Regions from separate parts of the Mus musculus genome. Here all the other regions are linked to region 1. A link is a contact called in public Hi-C and HiChIP or PLAC-seq data. All regions are on one chromosome and are shown on one strand. The core of a region is the stretch at or near the end of the contact, and the rest is flanking DNA. Distances in the headings are between cores, read along the strand shown.

Region 1 (4,597 bases), core at 226-2,725:
CCTGGGGAGTCTTAGCATCCGCATAAAGCAGGAGGCCAGGACACTTCCCACGACTCCCCAGCTGGTGGACAGGTCAAGCCTAGAACTTGCCGATCACTCTGTGCTTTGACACTTGGGATAATTGCCCATAGTAAAGATATGGCCACTTGCTGCTCTTCCAGAGGGTCAGTTCTCAGCACTGTATCAGGTGGCTTACAACCCATTACTTCCCAGCACTGTGTCAGGCAGCTTACAACCCACTTCCCTCTTTTGGCTTCTTTGGGGGCTCACATGCGTATTAGTAGACAGGATGCACTCATGGCCAGCACATATACTTTCTCCTATGATACTTCCCATTAGCATTGAAGACGTTGCAGGAACAGGTCCTGGGCTGGGCTGTGGAATACCCCTTCCTCTGCAGGGAGCCCCTTTGAGGCCTTGCAAGCCGTGCTCCTTGCCCTGCCTGCCTCTGCACCCTTCTGCTATAGTGCTGCATGCCTCTGATTTCTCTATGAAGCAACTTGGCTTCTGTCTCAACAGATGTTCCCTGAGGGTCTTGCTTAGGATTTTCCAGTCACTGGGTCCTATTCTCAGGACCAGAGGGTAAGGAGGTGGGGAGAGACTTATATGAATAAATGAATGCATGTGTGCACTAGGGGAAGCAGATATAGAAGTCACAACTAAACTACAAATCCGCATAAAACAAACCAGGAACCTCAAATGAACCCCAGGGGACAAAGGAAATAGTAATGGCATCAGAGGGAGCAGAAACTTCAAGGAGTGGCATCAGAGGGAGCAGAAACTTCTCGGGTTCTGAGCACTGTTGGGATTCTTTAGGAGCGCTAACCCCGTACAACTTCAGCCCGTCCAATTTACAGCATTCTTGTTGACAGGTCACAGATACTCTAGGCAGGAGCAGCGTCACTGTTCAGGATGTGTGCCTGTCCCCTTTGAGATCTCTTTATCTTCACCCCCCCTTGGATTCAGGATGTGTCAGGGTGGTTTGCCGAGGGCAGGGCTAGGCTGTTTAACCAACCTGGAGTAAGGTCTAGCACATAGCAGGGGTGGTAAATAGCGCCTTTGATGGTGACAGGCGGACAGCGGGCCAGGCACAGCGCGGGGGACCTACGAACCAAGCCCCCAAGAGATTCAGGCGCTCTTGAGAGGTCTTCTGGCCCAGAAGAGGGGGTTCTGTCCAAGTCCGGCCTGCACTTGGGGCGACCCCACCGGGGCAAAGCGGTTCGAGGTATGTGGATTGGTGGTTGGACTGGCTGGCGGATGGGCGGAGAAGGGACGGAGCGGCCCGGACTCAAGTTCGCGCCTCCCTCATTCCGTCCCCGGGTCAGCGGAAGCGATTATTCCCGCGGCGTCTGGCGGGGCTGGGGCGGGCTCGCACCCCGAGGAGACGAGACGCGGCTTCCCTGCACCCACGCCTTTGATGGCGCCGCCGCCCCCTCCCCGGCTCCGGGCCGCTATAACTGCAGGCGCGCGGGGGTACAGGGAAGCGTCCGGGAGTCATGGCCGCAGCAGGGTCCCAGCAGCTCCAGTTCGCAGAAGGCGCCGCTTTCCCCATCTTCCCCGCCGCGCATCCCGGAGGGCAGCTGCTCCCAGCCATGCGCCCAGCCTCTGGGCTGCCCGCGGCGCCCCACGACTCTCGCGCCCCAGCAGCCACGCAGTGCTTTCCAAACCGCGACTCCAGTCCCACAGCGCAGACCCCCGCCGGCCTGGATCCGCCCGGACCCTCCAAAGGCTCGGCCGCCCCGTCGGCGCCACAGCGCCGCAAGCGCACGTCGTTCAGCTCGGAGCAGCTGCAGTTGCTGGAGCTCGTCTTCCGACAGACCATGTACCCAGACATCCACTTGCGGGAGCGCCTGGCTGCGCTCACGCTGCTACCCGAGTCCAGGATCCAGGTGAGTCGCGGTCGCAGCTGCGCGTTCCAGTGGAGGTGCTGGGAAGTCACAGGCTTGTTGGGCCATTTATTCTGTGGGGGAAAAGTTACTCTCTTTGAACCTCATGGTTCTAGACTGCAAACTGGGATGTCAGTTAAGGCCGCGTTACCATGTGATTGATCTGGGCAGCTAAGGGGCTTGCGGACCCATTGAAAGGTCCCAGCAGGAAGGTAGTCATTGCACTCTTTCCCAGCGTCCAGTAAGGAGAGAGAGAGAGACAGAGACAGAGAGACAGACAGAGAGACAGAGAGAGAGAGACAAGCCTTCCTCTGGCTTTGATTCTAAGTAGCAGAGCAGGGTTGGATCACCTTCAAAACAAGCAAGAACTTCTTGTCACTTTGAAAAAATATTGCAAAGTGAGTTTATTGTCTGAGGTCGATCATTTAGATCAGAGTTTTGGAGATGATAGGGAGAAGCCTCTCTCTCTCTCTCTTGCTCTCTCTCTCTCTCTCTCTCTCTCTCTCTCTCTCTCTCTCTCTCTGTGTGTGTGTGTGTGTGTGTGTGTGTGTGTGTGTGTGTGTGTGTGTGTGACTGAGACAAGTTCATGCTGCGTAGTCCAAGCTGGACTTCAATTCACAATCCTTCTGCCTCAGCTTCCTGGGTGCTTGGATTACAGGTAGGTTCCCCAACACCCAGTTTAGACGCTTGCCTCAGGAGGGTGGACATTTAGTGTTTATTTTTTTCCTGGACTTAGGGTGACTACTCAACTGTCACTTTTTTACCCCCTCCAGTCAGGGTTTCTCTGGGTAGCCCTGGCTGTCCGGGAATTTGCTCTGGAGACCAGGCTGGCCTTGAAATCAAAGATGTGCCTCCTTTGTCTAGGATTAAGGGGGTGTGCCACTATCTCCTGGCTTCAACTGTCACTTTCAGCAGTTGTCACCCTGGGCTTCCTATGCAGAACACGTTTGTGGGGAAATAGTAAAGACATTTACACACAGAAACGAGCTTCACGGAGGAAAAATACCTACTGGGATTGAAGGGGTATGCTACCACCACCAGGCTGAGACCGTCTTTTTTTTTTTTTTTTTTTTTTTGGTTTTTCGAGACAGGGTTTCTCTGTATAGCCCTGGCTGTCCTGGAACTCACTTTGTAGACCAGGCTGGCCTCGAACTCAGAAATCCGCCTGCCTCTGCCTCCCGAGTGCTGGGATTAAAGGCGTGCGCCACCACGCCCGGCTTTCTTTCTTTCTTTTTTTTTTTAATGTGTAAAATGAAAAGCAGACAAACAACCAAGTATAGCAAGTGTAGACAGAACCAGACAGCATTCCAGCTTTGCATCTGAGAATGATGACTGAGAAGGTTTGGAGCTCTGAACATCAAACCATTGGTTCAAGTGCTTTCTGTAAGCCCCAGACTTTGAGCAGAGAGTCAAGGCTAATATGCAGTTTTATCGGTAGAGTGCTTGCCTAGCATGCACGAAACCCTGGGTTCCATCCTCAGGTACCACGCAAACCACTCGTGGTGGTGCAGCCTGTAACCCCAGCTCTGGAGTGGAGGAAGGAGAATCATAAATTCAAGGTCAAGGTTCTCCTTGGCTACAACCCGAGGTTGAGGTCAGCACTGGCTAGAGAAGCTATCTCAAGCAAACCCCCAAACAAACTAACAATAAAAACCCCAACCGGAAGCAGCTGAACAGTTTTTTTCTCCTCTTGTCCCCCAGGTGTGGTTCCAGAACCGACGGGCCAAGTCCAGGCGCCAGAGTGGGAAGTCATTTCAGCCCTTATCCTCAAGGCGGGGAGTTTTCCTCCATTGCCCTGCTCCTGGGACTGAAGCTAGGTGTTTGAAGCCTCAGCTGCCCCTGGAGGCAGATGTGAACCACGTTCCGGATCCCAGCATGACTGGAGGAGGCGTCTGCACATCTGGTTCTCAGAGTTTTGAAACGTATTCGTCTCTCTCTGAAGATATTGGCTCAAAGTTGGACTCCTGGGAGGAGCACATCTTTTCTGCCTTAGGTAACTTCTGAGGATTCTGGGAGCGTTGAGGATGCACTCAGGGAGATCTGGGAGATTGGAGCTGATCTCCTGACTGGCCATGGCCTCGGTTCTGGATCATCTCTCACATTTTGGTTCCCTTCTCTGACACTGAGCCTTTACTGCTGGCTTGTTCTCGGTAGCCACCGAAAAGTCACCGTGACTCTCCAAGACTGCACATTATAATTTGGTCCGCATCCCCTGGGCCTTCTTACTAGGGTTATTCCTATTTTTCAGACTGATTGTTCAGAACTTGTTTTCTTCATAAGAACCTTCGGCTTGACTCAGTTTCCCCACTTTCTCGGCAGCTGCTGTCTTCTTGTAGTCCTAGTTGTAAGTGGGTTCACACACTCTATCCCACATCCTGTACTCTGGACTCATCACCAAGACTCATTACTCTTTTTCACTGAGTCTTTTTGTTTTGTTCTTGACCTTGCTGTGTAAGGAAGGAAAGATGCCTCAAACTCCTGTCCTCCTAGCTTTATTTGCCACCATAACTGGATGCTGCTTTTTTTTTTTTTTTTTTTGCTTAAAAATGTATATGGTATTAACATATATCTCCAAAATAATGGATGTCAATATTTTTGTTTAAAATTTTATATGGTATTAACATACATACCCAAATCAAACTGCTTAACACATGCATGACATCACTCACCTTTCTTTGTTCTGTGATGATATAATCTATTAGCAATTTTCA
Region 2 (4,835 bases), core at 1,899-4,398, 280 kb after region 1:
AGGTGCTCACGGACTCCTGCTATCACTGTTCCCTGACATGGAAGGGCACTGTGCTGGGGCAGAGGGACTGAAGGCGTCACTCACCAAGATGTTCTGGTTTCCCTTAGTGAATTCTCTGAAAGCCTCGGTGACCTGCTCCCTTGTTTTGGTCTTCTTGAAGTCACGGTTCACAGAGCCATCTTCCTTCTGAGGAGGGAGTCACCCACGGGGGTCAGCAGAGGGCCCATGGGACAGACCCTCTTGCTGCTCTGTGGAGGTGGTCAGGTGCCCAGGGACGGTAAAGCAAGCCAGGTGTAACCAGGTGATTGTCACCTGGTCCAGGAGAGCCCGTCCCAGACCCCAGCTGAGGGGTGTACACAGTGGCTCCAGATCCCCGGCCACACACCACTTTAGGAAGTCTTGGTGGTGTGAGGGGTATCCGAGACAACAATGGGGCAGGACCTTGCTCTACGTAAGGGCAGCAAGGGCCCCAAGGTATGGCCAGCTTCACGTCCTGCTCAGAAGCTTGTCTTGGGCCCGTGACTCACAGTGTGTCTCATTAATGTGGTAGCAGCCATCTGAATGATCAGGCTAACAGTCAGCCTGTCATAGGCTTGTGGTCAAGTGATGGTCATTTAATAGTGGCCCAAAGCACGAGAGCAACAATGCTGGCAATTTTTATGATATGGTAAACAGAAGCTGTAAAGTGTCTCCTTGAAGGAAAAAGGCAAAAAAATAAGTGTGTGTGTGTGTGTGTGTGTGTGTGTGTGTGTGTGTGTGTGTGTGATATGTGTGTGTAGTATGTATATGTGTGGTATGTTTGGTATGTATTTGCATGGGGGGTTATGTAAGTGTGTACATGCATATATACATCTATGTATATATGTGCACATGTTCCTATTGGTGCTCTACATTCCAGACATTTGGTCTGGGTCTTGTCATGCACTACAGACCAGGGGACTGCTATAGGTTTTCCCCAGAGCCAAGGTTTAAGCCCACATCACTGTATCTCTACTCCACAAACCACCATCTCCATGCTCAGAGCCCAGTGCTTCCTCTCTTCAGGCTGACCTAGGAGACAGCTGTAACATCAGGAAGGCTGGCTGCAGAAGAGCCGCAGGTCTGAGGGAATGGCACCTCAGGGAAGCCCTTCTCATAGGCCCTTTCTGTTAGTTGAGGCAAAGGAGGGCAGGTGAGGGTGTGTCCAGTCAGCCTCTCTAGGCCAGTGGATGCTGTTGGCTGTATGGTGCAGAGACCAGAGACTGGGAGCATGTCGTGCCTGGGTGAGAGATGCCAGGACATGCAGTTCAGATAGACAAGGGATGGAGAGCATGCATGTATATAATTTGAATCCAGCCTGAGAGCTGAATATTGCCAGGAGGGAAGGCTGGTTTTTGAAGACAAGGAGGACAAGTGGCTTTCTTAGTCCCCAGCTCTAGAAGCCCGTGAGACACTGGTGATCACATCTACACACTGTGTGAGAGATGACTACCAGAGCTTCCCCTTACTTCAGCTACCCAACCCAACTCCATGCTGGAGAGCAGGCCAGGCAGACCAAGCCTGGGCAACAAAAGGAAGGAGCAGGGCCCCTGAGTGACTGCCACCTTCCCTGAAGGAATGACCACCTGAGACGATGAGAACCGTGTATCCCCTTTCTCTGTTCCTAGCTGCGTCTTGCAATTCTAGTAGCTAGGGACCTGGACTGGAACAAAGGGACAAGGACAGTCTTCTGAGGTCTTCCTCAGGGTATCCAAGAGGAAAGGATGAAGGATGAGGCTCCCAAGGTGATCCCAGGCCGCTACACGCTCCCCTTACCTGCACCTCACTAGCATGAGTCAACATTTTCCCTGTGGCAAGTCTATAAGCTGGCTTCTCTTCAGGGCCTCTGTACAGCTGTACAAACAAGCCACCCCAGCCCCCAGGTCTGATGGCCTGCTACAGCCAGACCACCAGTACCCCAGGCTGCCGAATGGGCCAACACCCCTGAGGCTGGCTGTCCATACTTAGGCCTGTAGGGCGAGGCTTATAGATTCCAGTCTCCCAAGGCCTTCATCACTGAGAACCACGGGACCTCAGCAGCCTCAGGCAATGCCTTACAAATCTCACCTTGATGCCTTCGATCCTGAAGCCTAGGGTGGCTGTCGAACTGATGGTTTCCCGCCACTGCATGTAACGTGGCTTGGTCACAGCTCGCTGGGCTTTCTCCTCTTCAGTGGGGGCCTCAGGGTCCACCTCGACCATCTTCTGGTACATGTCCTTCCGCAAGCTAGGCTTCTTCCGGGCCTTGGTGAGTTCTTCCTCCAGGTATGTCCTGTATGGGAGGTGAAGGACATGAGTCCAGGATTGGGCCACAACTCCCTGGAGTCACGTCTGATGGATGAAGGCCCTGAGTTGGCTGTGCTTTGACTCAGGACAGTGCACAATAGAGTGACATCTAGGATGGGATGAATTCATTAGGAAAGCCATGTACCACCCAGGCCCAGAGCACCTTGATGCTGGATGACTATGAAGGCCTGATAAACTCAGAACTGCCCACAAGGAAGCTTTTCTAGGGTCAGCAAGAGAAGAAAGATGGCGGGACAGTGGTCAGTTTGTGGAAGAGAGACAGAGGGCAGGGTTCCCCTTGGAACTCTGTTGTACCCTGGCAGCCTGGAGAGCATATTCTGTCCTTCCAGTCTGTCTCCCTGTCCTCATGCAGCATGACGCAGGGCTGCATCTCTGGCTTTTTGCAACAAGGTTCTTGGAAGCACCAAGGTCAGAATAAAAGTGGGCTCTGTAGCCCAGTAATGTTTCAGAGATTAGACTGGCACTCTTACGGTCTCCACCATAACAGGTCACAGAGCCTCTGATCCCAGGAAGACTAAAGCATGTCCATCCCCCCCCCCCCCCCTTTGCACAGTAGAATCTGCAGGCTGACCAGGTGAGGGCACTAAGCCCTTAGGAGAGGTGACAGGCAGAGACAAGCCAGGCTCAGAGCAGCTGGGGGTGGAGTCATTGGCCCAGAACTCTGGGGACCAATTCTGGTCCTAACACTAGCCTCCAACTCCCCTCTGAAAACTCCCACCACCTCCTCCAACTGGAAATGACTCACCCTAGCCTTTCTCCCCTACAAGAGCTCTTCCACCCAAGTGCAAGCTGACCAGGGCCCTCATGAGGCAGCAGTCAGCAGTTCGCTGCAGGATGGGGAAGTGGGCCCCCTGTGGCCTGCGTGGGTGTAAGCTGCCCTCAGAGCACCCTCCCTTCTCTCCTGTCCACTCTTCTCCCCTTCCCCCACAAGTCATCTCTCCACCACAATCTTCCATTCTGCCATTCTGGGTCTCATAACAGACAGAACACAAATCTCCATCTTACAAAGGAGACAATTTCAGAAACCTGTACCCACTGGTATTACACTGAAAGGAAACTCCGAATTACCTGGGGTCTGTGTGTATAAACATGTCTTGGTTGTTTAGGAAGGCCATAAGGGGAGGGTGCATTAGCTTCTGGTTGGGTGCTTGTACACACACACATTCCGTGCACTCATGCACACAGCACACCACACTGTGCATTCAGATACCAAGTTGTCAGTCGACCCATGTGCCATGGGGGAGAGGGGGAGGAATTCATTCCTAACACGCATAAGGGTGCAAAACAGGTCTGCAAAGCAGGCTAACTTCTACAAAGAGTTCTCAGTAGCTCCTTAAACAGGAAGTGGACACCAACACCACAGCTCTGATCCCATGGACCCTTCTTCAAAGGGGGTCCCCACAGCTCCAGCTAGACAGAGTCGCTTGTTCCTCTGGCACAGAATGGGGCTTGGAAGAGATGTTCTCAATGGATACTAGCTAGGAAACAGGTCTATTATAGGAACCAGTGAAACTTGTTACTGCAGAGGGAAGCCCGGGATCCTCTTATAGGGGGAGGGAGACCTGCGCATCAACTTCTGGAGCACAGAGAATTAACTTGGGGTAGCAGAGAGGTGCTCCCATGGCTGGACTCTGGGGGAGAGGCTGACTCAAACAAAGAAAGGGAGGCGGTGAGTCCATGCAAGGCCAACAGGTGTCAGGTCAGGGCCAGAGCAGCTTCCCCAGGGGCTGGGGGCTGGAAACCAGCTCTAGGTCTGGATGACAGAAGATACACTCACATCCAGTGGGAAGTTGTAAGCCCGAGGGTGCAGTGTGAGCACCACTCTCCTGGAGGCAGGTTCCAGGTCCTAGAAACACCCTGATTTAAGATGCGTCCAGGTCTCCGTGCCTTCCCTCAGGACCCATACACACCATGGCTAAGGCTGGCTCTGCTGACGAGCCTTCTCACCATTTTTGTAAGCCTCTGCCTCATTCATGCCCTGACTTGGTGTTTGACAAGGATCCGTGTCCTAGCCTCTTTCCACGGCAGGGACAGCCATGACCTACTTATCTTGGTGCAGGCACAGAGGGCTATGTTTCTGTGCTACTGTATTTGGCGTCTCCATGGAGGGCAGGCCACGGTTGAGGTCCTGGTGTGCAGTGCAGAGGCCTGGGTACATTGTACTATGTTGCTACGTGGGAAGGCATCCCTGGAGACTCCCGCTCAAATGGTAGCACAGGCTACCCTTGTGGTGTGGCTGGCCCTGGGACACACAGGGACAATACAGTTGAAGCATGTAGTAGAAGTACTCAGAGTTAAGGAGGCCCTTAGGGACTGTGTGTGGGGAAATAAGGGCTGTGAGTGATGCTTTTGGGGTGGTCTCCTCTTCCCTAACTCCACCAGGGATGGGGTTACTTAAGCCCTCTTGGATAGGAGAGCTCTGAGGTACAAAGAGAGAAAAGGTATTAAGCTAGAAGAGAGGGGAGTGGGTGCCCCATTCCTGCATCTTTCTAGGGAGCACACAAGGCTGG
Region 3 (4,671 bases), core at 157-2,656, 470 kb after region 1:
TCAGAAAGAAGATTGGGAAATCAGGGTTGGAGGTGGGATACTAGAGGGGTGTGGACAGTCCCGTGGCTATATTCTGTCCACCATCTGGCAGTCTGCATTGGCTATAGACCACATCGCATGAACATGCCACCTTCAGAGGCTTGTAGCCACCACTCAGCCCTGCAGGCTTTGGAGGGCAGGGCCCCCCACTTCCCTCTGGGGTTCATGGACAGTGGCTTAGAGTGGACGTTAGTCATTTCTAAAGAGAAGGCACAGGGATTGGCCCTGGCCTTGGGTCATGTCAGAGGGATGTGGGATTATACATGTATTTGACAGATGTTCCTACTTACCCGTAGCTCCTGTGTGTGGCATAGAGGTCTCACAGGAGGCATGGTTATGTGAGTTCACCAGTGATGTTCACTCCCTGTGGTAGCAGTGGCCGCTATCTGAGTATAGAGCCTGTGATTCTGGGGTTCTGGTGCCTCGGGTACCCTGGAAGCCCGCTGCTGAGCCGGGTAATCCCAATAGACGATGAATGAAGCTTAGAGTGGAGAATTGCCTGCAGCATGCCCCTTGGCTTGAAAGCATGTCCCAGAAATGTTCTAAGGATAAGGGGCAGATGGCTCTGGTCAGTCTGAGTGCCTGAGGCTGGGCGTTTCCTTATGTGCAAAGGAGGTTTGTATCCATAGAGAATTCATTCTTGGATGGAGGATGGAGGTAAACTAAGGAAGTAGATGGATGTAAGTAGGTATTTTACAGAAGGTGGCAGGTGCTCTGTTGAAGACAAGGGAGGGCTAGAGGTCAAGGACTTCACAGCCAAGTTTTGCAAAAGATGGCCAAGCAGACCTCATTCATAGCTCACACTTGACCAGAAAAACCTGACTTCTTATGTAGGGGTTAGCATTAGGTACAAATCTGGAGGCCAGCGGGTGAGGAAAGGGAGGCAGCTGGTACAAAGACCCCGAGGTAGGCTTGGGCGTGGGCTGGGGCTAGGTGTGCTCAGGGAGAGAGTCCAGTGCGACTAGAGCAGACAGGAAAGGTAGGAGGGGAAGGTCTGGACAGTATGAGCCCTGCAGACCACAGTGTGACACAATGGCCCATCTTCCTGAAGGAAATGTAAGCCCCTGAAAGACTGGGACAGCAGCACAATCCAGAGCCGGTTTGGACACGGAGAAACAACCCAGGAAGGGCCCAGTGGAGACTGTGGGGTGCCGTGAATTCTGGGGCAGTTTGCAAGCAAGACTTGCTGGGGTTGTAAGACGGAGCCAAGGTTAATGGCAGTGCTTTGTATCCGAGGAACAAGGAAGACATATTGCCTTTTGCAGAGAAGGGGCCAGGCTGGTGAGCCAGGGATGCTGTGTGGGTGTGGGTATGTGGGGGGGGGCGATATTAAGCCTGGGCTTTGGATTTTGTGGAGTGTGGAAATCTCAGCAGGGAACTGGAAACAGGAAGTAATAAACTCTGAAGAGAGGCTAAGCTGGAGAGAGACAGTTCAGTGAGTTGTTCCATTGTGCCCATATACCCAAGAGGATCAAAGCAGGCAGAGTTCAAACAAGCATGTGCACATTGTGTCTGTATCAGTTTCATTCACAGGAATTCAAAGCTCCAAGTGTCAGTGGATGACTGAAATATGGTAATTCCATACAACAGAGTATCATTTCCCCTTACAAAAGAAGGAAACTCTGACCCACGTGATATGGGCGAGCCTTGAGGACCCTGGGATAAGTGAATTGAGCTATCGACAAAAGGACAGGCATGGTGTGATTAAGGAGGCAGCAAGAGGAGGCAAAGTCACAGACGTAAAATAGAGTGGGTGCTTGATACAGTGGCCGAGGCAGGGAGGGACCATCAGTGAGCTTGGATTCCCATCTTGTAAGGTTTAGAGCTGGGTTTTTTTTCGCAGATCTGAATACACAGGGATGCAGGCACTGCATTTAAAAGTGTTTAGTTTGGGTGTGCATACGTGTCTGTATGAGCATACGATCATGCATACACCCCATGTACAGAGGCCAGAAGGAAGACATCCGCTCCCTCAGAGCTAGTATGAGAGGCATTTACAGGGCCACTGGCTTGTTAAAGGGCACAGGAGTGTGAGCCCTGCTTCTCATGATTGAGCAGCAAGTGCTCTCAGCCACCGAGCCAGCTCTTCAGCCTCAGGACTGAAAATCATTTCCTTTTTTTAAAAAATTGGTTGTTTTATTAATTTACATTTCAAATGCCCCCCTTCCCGGTTTCCCCTCCTCAAACCCCACCATTCCATCCCACCTCCCCTTGCCTCTATGAGGGTGCTCCCTACCCACCCACCCACTCCCGCCTCACTGCTCTAGCATCCCCCTATGCTGGGGCATTGAGCTTCCACAGAGCCAAGAGCTTCTCCTCCCACTGATGTCAGATAAGGCCATCCTCTGCTACATATGCAGCTGGAGCCCATAGGTCCCTTCATGTGTACTCTTGGTTGGTAGTTTAGTCCCTGGGAGCTCTGGGGGGGGGTCTGGTTAGTTGACATTGTTGTTCTTCCTATGGGGTTGCAAACCCCTTCATCTCCTCCAAGGACTGAATTTTTAAAAACTTGTTTTGAAAAGATTTGCCCTGCAAATGTTAGTTTGCCTGCAGTACCCATGGAGGCCACAAGAGGGCATTGGATTCCCGTTGAATTGAAGTTACAGACTCTTGTGAGCTGCCATGTGGGTGCTGGGAAGTGAACCCAGGACCTCTTCAAGCGGTTTTTAACCACAGCCCTCTCTCTAACCCCTATGGTTACATTTTTATGTTGCACTTCCTTTTAAAGACAATCTAGGTTCTAGCTGCAGTGGCCTGAGGACAGACAGGCTTTTAGGTTTCTTCTGCCTTTTGACAGTCTTGATTGAAGGAGGGCAGCTGTAACTGTAACCAAAGGCAGCATTTTAAGTTCAGAAAAATCCCATGAAAGAATTTGGCAAGCAAGAGTAGTAGTTATAGTAGTAGTAGACAGGGCTCTAAAGGAAGGGTGGAGGGGTTCAACCGGTCAGTGTGAAAGCTGGAGACAGGTTTGTCTCCTAGAACACGGAGACACCAAAGTAGTTCTAGACGACAAAGATTATTTCTTACTTGGAGGCAGTGACGTTCCTGGACAGTGAGCAGACCGAAATTACTGTTGAAATGGTGCCACAAGAGCTATTTCATCATGTAAACAATTTCCACGCCTCCCTTTTTGTAATAAACTGAAGCCTGAAAAATAAGACACGTTTTTAAAGATGCAGTTCACCAAGCCGCTCACTGAGCACCATTATTGCCAGTGTTGCTTGAGAGGATTGCAAAAGGACAAAGGTGAAATGTCAGTCCCCACCTAGCCAGTGTCCCTGAACTTCACCCTCCCCTCCCCCTGACCCCCAGCCTCGATCAGCCAAGCCTGAGCACAGCCTCGGGACAGAGGTGCTCTGCAGGCTTTCTGGGGACATAGATAGCCCGGCTCCACTTCCTCCAGGTCAGTACTACCTGAGGCATTGTGTCCCTTTGCTCTTCCTGTAGCTGCCATGGTGTGGACGGTGGGCATGGCAAAGCTGGACCCCTCCTCTCAAGGAGCGCTGCAGCTCCCCTATGACCCAGAGATGGGTGAGTATGGGGTTCACAGCCATGTCCAGGGAACGCCTTGACTGCACCTTGCTTGGCAGGTCCCTCTGTGAATTAAGGTTCAGCATGGCAGAGTGGCACTGCCTGACGGCCAGACTCTGACACCTGTCTCAGAGAGGGAGTGAGGGGTAGATTGCCCCTCCCGAGCCTTAGTTTCCCACCTCAGTTTTGCTGGATGTTGGTGGTGGGCAGTTCCGGGGAGCCTTGACATGGGAGGGACCTGGCGAATCTTCTGGATTTTTGTACCATCTGACCAGCCTTTGTCTCTCCCTGCCACTCTTCATGCTATATGATGACGGTGGCGATGACGGCGGCCCTTTGTTCCTGGACACTTAGAAGAAGACTCCTACGACAGTTTTGGAGAACCCTCATACCCTGAAGCCTTCGAAGCCCCCCTGCCTGGCTACCCAGGGGAGGAGCTGGAGGAGGAGGAGGAAAGTAAGGTGCCCGCGTTCAGATGGCCTGCTTCACAAGTTTATTTAAAAATACCTTTAGTCAGATGCTATGCCAAACTGCACCGCAGCCTGCAGTCCCAGTGGTCTCTCCTAACCAAGTGACTCCCTGAGGTACCAGGCTTCTGCCTAGGCTGCCAGTCACTCAGTCCGTGGTCCCATCCCCACACCCCGATGCCCCCAGACTTTTTCTAGGAAGTCCATCTTGTCGCTAGTCTGCAATACTGCATACTGCAGCTGAGGGAATCTCTCATCACGACACTCTTGCTGGGTCGCTTGGCTCAAGTCCTGGCCCCTCACTTCCTTTTTTTTTTTCTTTTTTTTTTTTTTTTTTCTTTCTTTTGCCTGCTTCCTGCCGAGGTTTCCTATCAGTTGGATTGGACAGGGACCACTTTCTCTTCTCCACACAGGGGGCGTGAAGCTCGGCCTGGGAGACTTCATCTTCTACAGCGTCCTGGTGGGCAAGGCTGCAGCCACTGGCAACGGAGACTGGAACACTACGCTGGCCTGTTTTATCGCCATCCTCATTGTGAGTGGGCTGTGTGGTGGGTGTGGGCACTCGTGGGTCATTTATTGTTGCTGTCTCCCCTCTTAGGGCAAAGGCATCGAGGGGAGGGGTGTCCAAGGTGTG

The links. Hi-C and Micro-C count contacts between places; a contact is called where the count stands out from the background. HiChIP or PLAC-seq counts read pairs in DNA pulled down with a chosen protein or histone mark.
Region 2: a contact with region 1 is called in an H3K4me3 HiChIP or PLAC-seq map of bone marrow-derived macrophages, with 2.4 times the contacts expected there. The contact joins the enhancer-like site here to the promoter of Mixl1 in region 1. A contact is called at or near these places in 2 of 39 promoter capture datasets (the HPC-7 cell line and embryonic stem cells) and 6 of 115 datasets of contacts at active chromatin or transcription factors (the HPC-7 cell line, bone marrow-derived macrophages, embryonic basal ganglia and 2 more).
Region 3: a Hi-C map of bone marrow-derived macrophages shows a contact between it and region 1, with 15 read pairs. The contact joins the enhancer-like site here to the promoter of Mixl1 in region 1. A contact is called at or near these places in 2 of 39 promoter capture datasets (the C10 cell line and pre-B cells), 1 of 484 Hi-C or Micro-C datasets (bone marrow-derived macrophages) and 2 of 9 other capture datasets (embryonic stem cells and liver).

Annotation. Positions count from the first base shown.
Region 1 is chr1:180,693,912-180,698,508 of GRCm38.p6, reverse strand. Mixl1 (Mix1 homeobox-like 1 (Xenopus laevis)) reads left to right here and starts at 1,475. Exons shown (of 2, transcript NM_013729.3): 1 at 1,475-1,889; 2 at 3,588-4,597. The coding sequence starts at 1,497. The coding sequence ends at 3,890.
Region 2 is chr1:180,415,609-180,420,443 of GRCm38.p6, reverse strand. Itpkb (inositol 1,4,5-trisphosphate 3-kinase B) reads right to left here. Exons shown (of 8, transcript NM_001081175.1): 5 at 2,086-2,290; 6 at 85-186. Among named protein-coding and RNA genes, the nearest start is that of Gm39712, 9.6 kb to the right of the region's middle. Within about 2 kb of position 3,148, at least 19 of the 459 cell types and tissues checked have an H3K27ac peak or open chromatin away from gene starts, as enhancers often do. A contact at or near this core is called in the HPC-7 cell line and bone marrow-derived macrophages, where this site is marked.
Region 3 is chr1:180,228,741-180,233,411 of GRCm38.p6, reverse strand. It overlaps Psen2 (presenilin 2), which reads left to right. Exons shown (of 11, transcript NM_001128605.1): 8 at 3,487-3,570; 9 at 3,925-4,026; 10 at 4,451-4,569. Among named protein-coding and RNA genes, the nearest start is that of Gm37336, 8.7 kb to the right of the region's middle. Within about 2 kb of position 1,406, at least 9 of the 459 cell types and tissues checked have an H3K27ac peak or open chromatin away from gene starts, as enhancers often do. A contact at or near this core is called in bone marrow-derived macrophages, where this site is marked.